Linked DNA regions of Mus musculus: region 1 is linked to region 2. The links are chromatin contacts, called in public HiChIP or PLAC-seq maps. All regions are on one chromosome and are shown on one strand. Each heading gives the region's core, a stretch centred on a gene start, on an enhancer-like site or on the middle of the called end of the contact. The rest is flanking DNA. Distances are from core to core; before and after follow the strand shown.

Evidence for each region. HiChIP or PLAC-seq counts read pairs in DNA pulled down with a chosen protein or histone mark.
Region 1: a contact with region 2 is called in an H3K27ac HiChIP or PLAC-seq map of embryonic stem cells, with 2.2 times the contacts expected there. The contact joins the enhancer-like site here to the promoter of Vwa3b in region 2. A contact is called at or near these places in 3 of 39 promoter capture datasets (embryonic stem cells, hippocampal neurons and liver), 6 of 484 Hi-C or Micro-C datasets (8-cell embryo, cortical neurons, embryonic stem cells and 3 more), 4 of 115 datasets of contacts at active chromatin or transcription factors (bone marrow-derived dendritic cells and embryonic stem cells) and 3 of 9 other capture datasets (adipose tissue, liver and pancreatic islet).

The regions. Positions count from the first base shown.
Region 1 is chr1:37,128,881-37,131,752 of GRCm38.p6, forward strand. Vwa3b (von Willebrand factor A domain containing 3B) reads left to right here. Exons shown (of 28, transcript NM_001370828.1): 14 at 4-180. Among named protein-coding and RNA genes, the nearest start is that of Gm37020, 20 kb to the right of the region's middle. Within about 2 kb of position 1,326, at least 11 of the 459 cell types and tissues checked have an H3K27ac peak or open chromatin away from gene starts, as enhancers often do. A contact at or near this core is called in 8-cell embryo and embryonic stem cells, where this site is marked.
Region 2 is chr1:37,027,849-37,030,591 of GRCm38.p6, forward strand. Vwa3b (von Willebrand factor A domain containing 3B) reads left to right here and starts at 1,465. Exons shown (of 28, transcript NM_001370828.1): 1 at 1,465-1,580.

The DNA of each region.
Region 1 (2,872 bases), core at 76-2,575, 100 kb after region 2:
CAGCCACCAGAAATGGTGATGGACCACGTCAAACTCTTTCAGAACATCCCCATCTGTGCCATCTCCTTCAGTTACAACGATGAGGTTGCGAACGAGTTCTTGAAGGAGCTTGCTGCCTTGACCGGAGGCGAGTTCCGAGCTTATAACTTTGGCTGCAAGGATCCCATTCAGGATACTCAGGTGGGAACTTGGCACACTGAGGAAATGGTTCACTCATTCATTCATTCGTTCGTGCATTCATTCATTAGAGTGTTACGAGTCTCAAAGATCAGCTCCTGAGCTGGGAGAACTGCAGCCATACACAAAACTAAGCAAAGCAGCTGGTGCAGTAATGATGCCCCAAGGTTGGTCCAAATGTGGCCTGAGGATCTCAGAACTTGTGACAATGTGAGCCTGGATCAAGGTCACAGGTACAAGCCAGGAACTCCTATCATGGCTAATGGCCCAAGGATCTTAGTAAGTTTTGTTGTGATCTTCTTCATTTTCCTCTTCCACCTCCTCCTCAGTTGTTGCTTTTGTGTGTAGGTGTTTGTTTGCGTGTATGTCTACGTGCAATATGCTTGTGCCTATGGGGGTCAGAAGAGTGCCTCAAATGCCTTGGAGTTACAGATGGTTAGCACCACAGGGCTGTTAAGAATAGACCCTGGTGCAAGGCAGAGGCAGGCAGATTTCTAAGTTCGAGGCCAGCCTGGTCTACAAAGTGAGTTCCAGGACAGCCAGGGCTACACAGAGAAACCCTGTCTTGAAACAAAAACAAAAACAAAAACAAAAACAACAAACAAAACAAAGCAAGAATAGAACCTGGGTCCTTTGCAAGAACAGCCAGCGCTCTTTAACCACTGGGCCATGTCTCCAGACCACACGTATACTGGCCTTTAACTAGCTACCTCTTAACTTCTCAAGGAATGCAACTATGTGACCATCTGATAAAATAATTCACACTGATGGGGAAAGGGGACAGAGTAACTGAAAGTATTCCCTGACCCTCTAGCCCTGGCCTGAGGATGTGATTTCAATGTTTGCCAGGTTTTTAAGGCTCCTGCTTGAGGTTCAGTTAAGGCGTGGAGACATCTGTATAGTTTAAAGGCATTGGGATTTTAATTTTTATTTATTTATTTTTTTTGCTGACTCAGTCTCTCAGCTAGTGTCCAATTCTCCGCCATTTCATCTCTCCACATGGTTCCTCAGAGCCGGACTCCAGCTCTGCTCAACTCCAGCCGAGCCTCCATTCTTCTTCCTCCTGTTTCCCTCAGCATCTCTGCCTGCCTGGAAGTCCTGCAGTACTTCCTGCCTCAGCTCCAGCTTCCAGCTGTTTATTATTCTAAAAGCCACACCCCTTACTCTGGGGTAGGCTGAGGAAGGTCACCTTCCCTTAGGGCAGCTTGGCTTCCTTGTAAAGGCAGGTGAGGAAGTGAATATTACACACCCCCTTAACCAGGCATTGCAGCTTCAAAGAACAATTGAAAACCCAAGGACAGAACATGCAACATTTGTGGGTCATCAACTCAGGGAGCTCTTCTGTAGGAAACCGTGCTTACTGCTCATTCTCCTCCGTTTTTTTTTTTTTTTTTTTTTTTTGGTTTTTCGAGACAGGGTTTCTCTGTATAGCCTTGACTGTCCTGGAACTCACTCCGTAGACCAGGCTGGCCTCGAACTCAGAAATCTGCCTGTCTCTGCCTCCCAAGTGCTGGGATTAAAGGCATGCGCCACCACTGCCCGGCCGTCATTCTCCTTCTTGTATGTAGAGACCTAGAACTGTTATCAGGACAAATCAGAGATATGAACAACTCTTGGTCTGAGGAGACTACCCTCTGAGAACCGAACCAGACAAAAGGACCTCAGGGGACTGTGCTCTGAGATCACCCTATACTAATGACAACAACCTGGTGGGGAAAGAGCTGCAGACCCTGTTGGAACAGTTGCAGGAGTTCCCATGCACAGCAAACCTGCCGACTTTTAGACAGAGGTTCAAAACAATTCCAAGAGGGAAAGACCACCTTTTCAACAAATAATTGGAACAACTGACAGTCCTCAGGCAAAACCCCAGTCTAAGTGCTGATCTTCACACACAGAGAGCACGCATGCGCAAAGTAAATCACAGGCTCCAATATATAAATTATAACAAATTATATAATATTTGTTTCCCTGTCAGCTACTCAGAGGATGAAATACAATGAAATAAACCCTGGCTTATTTTATATTATGTACTTTCTAATGTATTATCACAGTAACAGAAAGTAAACTAGAATAGCTAGCCTGGGAACTTTAATGAGACCCTGTCATAAACTTAAAGTGGGGCTGGGATATATAAGTTGGTGGTAGAGTAGTGGCCTAGCATGTAGAGTACCCAGGGTTCAAACCCCAGGGCTATAAAAACAAACAAAAAGTGTCCATCTAGAAAACCTGGGAAACACATCAGACATTCCACTGAGGAGGCCCAACAGAAGTGGGAAAGAAGCCAGGCCAGGAGGCCAGATGCCACCAGCACAGGCCAGGAGGCCAGATCCCACCAGCACAGGCCAGGAGGCCAGATCCCACCAGCACAGGCCAGGAGGCCAGATCCCACCAACACAGGCCAGGAGGCCAGATCCCACCAGCACAGGCCAGGAGGCCAGATCCCACCAGCACAGGCTAGAAGGCCAGATGCCACCAGCACAGCCCAGGAGGCTGGATCCCACCAGCACAGGCCAAGAGGCCAGATGCCACCAGCACAGCCCAGAAGGCCAGATGCTACCAGCCTTAGAGGAATACTACCTAAGCTACAGCACATGTCACTCCATGTCTGTCAGAATGGCGGAGAAAACTACATGCTGGCAGGTTGGGGAGAAACAGGGTCACTAACACATTGTTGGCTGGAGGATAAAATACAAGC
Region 2 (2,743 bases), core at 215-2,714:
GGAGCTGATGCAGAGGCCACGGAAGGATGCTGCTTATTGGTTTGCTTCATGTGGCTTACTCTAGACTCTTTTAAAAAAAAGATTTATTTATTTATTTATTTATTTATTATGTACACAGTGTTCTGCCTGCACTTCAGAAGAGGGCATCAGATCTCATTATAGATGTTAGCCACCATGTGGGTGCTGGAAATCGAACTCGGGACCTTTGAAAAAATAATCAGTGCTCTCAACCTCTGAGCCATCTCTCCAGCCCTTATAGAATCTTTTACTTATAGATTTTCATAAGCACATTTTTGTGTGAGTGTGATTGCTTGAAGAATGGCAGGTTTGCATTTTGAGCCATCTGTATGCTTGTAAGGCAAGACTAAATAAGCATTAGGTAGAGTGCAGTACCGAATCCCTATAGGAGTACTACCTGTAGATTTGCAAAAACCACAGCTCTCAGCTTAGAGGGTATAAGCAAGCCTGTTCTGGAGCCATTTTGAATAGCTGTGGCCCTGTACAACACAGATTTAGTTTACCCCAAACTCCATGTTCCAACGTGGAAGCAGTTTCATGAACTTTTCATAGAACAAAGAAAGTCACAAATCATGATAAATTTAAAGTACCTTGGAGGGCACACCAGAGAAGCAGGCACGGTGAGAGTGGGGAAAGCTTTTCAAGATGCTGTGGGACATTCTTAGCCTTTGGATTGGTGGAGGCTAGTTGTCCGTCTATCTTTTAGTCACAAGAGGTTAGTTTGGTCACAGAAGTGGGCAAGGAATGGCTCTCCAAGAGGGGTTAGAACTGGCCCAAGATAAGGCAATTAGCCTTCAGAACAGCAACATTCTAACCTCTCTGCAGAACTGAAATTCTAATCAGTCAAAATCAGTCTCTGCGGACACAGCTTCCCTCCCCCCTCCTCTCCAGGAGGTTTTATTCACAATCTTTTTTTTTTTTTTTTTTTTTTTTTTTTTTTGATCCTGGCAGCTCTTGTGTCCAAAGTTACAATCTGGCAAAACTGTGAACGCTCATCTGACCACCCCTTCTAGCTGAGCACCTGTAACGAACCGCTCCAACTCTAGGTTTCCTTCCCTTAAAGACGCAATGAAGAAAGGATCTCTTTATAATACCGAGGGAGAAATCAAAACAAAAGGCGCGGGCTGCGGTAATCTGCCGGAAGTAAATCGAGAGAACAGGCTTCCTTCAGCGGGCAGTCGTCTGCTTTTCTGCCCATCTGAATATTTGTTAACCTAATCTCTAATATTTGCCGCTGTCAACTTTCCCAGGGTCAGGCGCAGAGGACGAGCCTTAGGCTGCTCTCTTTCCGGGTGGACCAAATTGGTTTTGCAACACCAACATCCAGTTTCTTCGCAGTCCCCATCATCTCTTTACTCCCTCTGAGGGGCTCATTGGTGGGCGGGGCCGGATCCCGAGCCACGCTGTGATTGGCGGTGTCTTAGCAACTGCAGCGATGTGGTTGTCAACAGAAACTGGACTCCCGCAACTCTGTGCCCGAGGCGGGGACCCTTCGCCAGCATCAGGGGGAGTCACAGCCTTGTCCAGCAGTGGGATGCTGGCCGCGCCCACCTCCTGCTCTGGTTAGTGAGGCCCTGGAGGGTGGGAGGGTCGCTGACGCACGCAAGCCGCCTGGCCTCGCAACTGACAGATTACTTACTAAGTGGGGGATACCATCCTTCTAGACCAGATCTTCCAGGTTTCCAACTGGTTGTGTGAGGGAAAAAACAAGTTTGTAATTTCCGAGCTGGACCTCGCTTCTGCTGGGAAAGGGCAGTGGCCAGGCCGCACCCACTTGAGAGCTGGATTTCAGAGTCAAAGTCGCAGACGTGTGCGAGCCCTTCTTACCCAGGGCTCTCCCCCCACCCCCACTCTTTGCAGAAGCTCAGCTCCCTAATGCTTGTCTATCCAGAGGCCAAAGTTAGTCAGAGGACATAGCATACTGATCAGTATATTAGAAACTCATTTCTGAGAAGCAATGATCAAAACTTAACAATCCAAACTCAAAGCGATCTTCTTGAGTGAAAGGTTTGAGTCTGGAGAAAGCCTCTGCTTGCCTCTTGGTTTTTGGGGGCATTCACATCACTTTCACTTTCTAATATGGACTTTTAACCTCATGTAGTTGTTCTTCTAATCTTCTCAGAAGTTCTCCATTTCTTTTCTTCTCGGCGATGACCTAACAGCCCCACCCCCACCCCACGAGCCCAGTTTTCAATTCTTGGTCCTGTTCTCAACAGTGTGTCCCACAGACCATTTCAATCCCTTAACCCTGCCCACGTTTATCTGAGGCGATGCTCTTAGCCTAGCTTTGCCTTTTAAGGATAGAAAGAATAAGACTGTTAAGAATTGTAACAGGATACATCAGGGAACTTCATCCCAGCTTCCTTTCTTCCCAGAAGAATCAGAGTTCAGAACTCCCACAACATACCTCCCCATCTCCTACCCCTCCATACTACTCCCTCCCTCCCTCCCCCATGCACAGATTTCTTTTTTTAGAAACTAGCAAGGATGAAGATTGGAGGTGTTGATCATACGTTTACCAAGGATCCAAATTGAATTAATAGAGTCTAAGTTAGACTCTGGTCCAGGGCTTGTAAGAACAGTGACTGGATTGTTCTTGGCTTCTCACTATGGGCAGGTGCATAGCAGCCGACAAAGAAGGGCTCTTAGCGTGATCCCAGTCCTCCTGCCTCAGTTTCCTAAGTGTTGGGATGAAAGGTCTTATCCATCTTAATCTTCCTGCTGT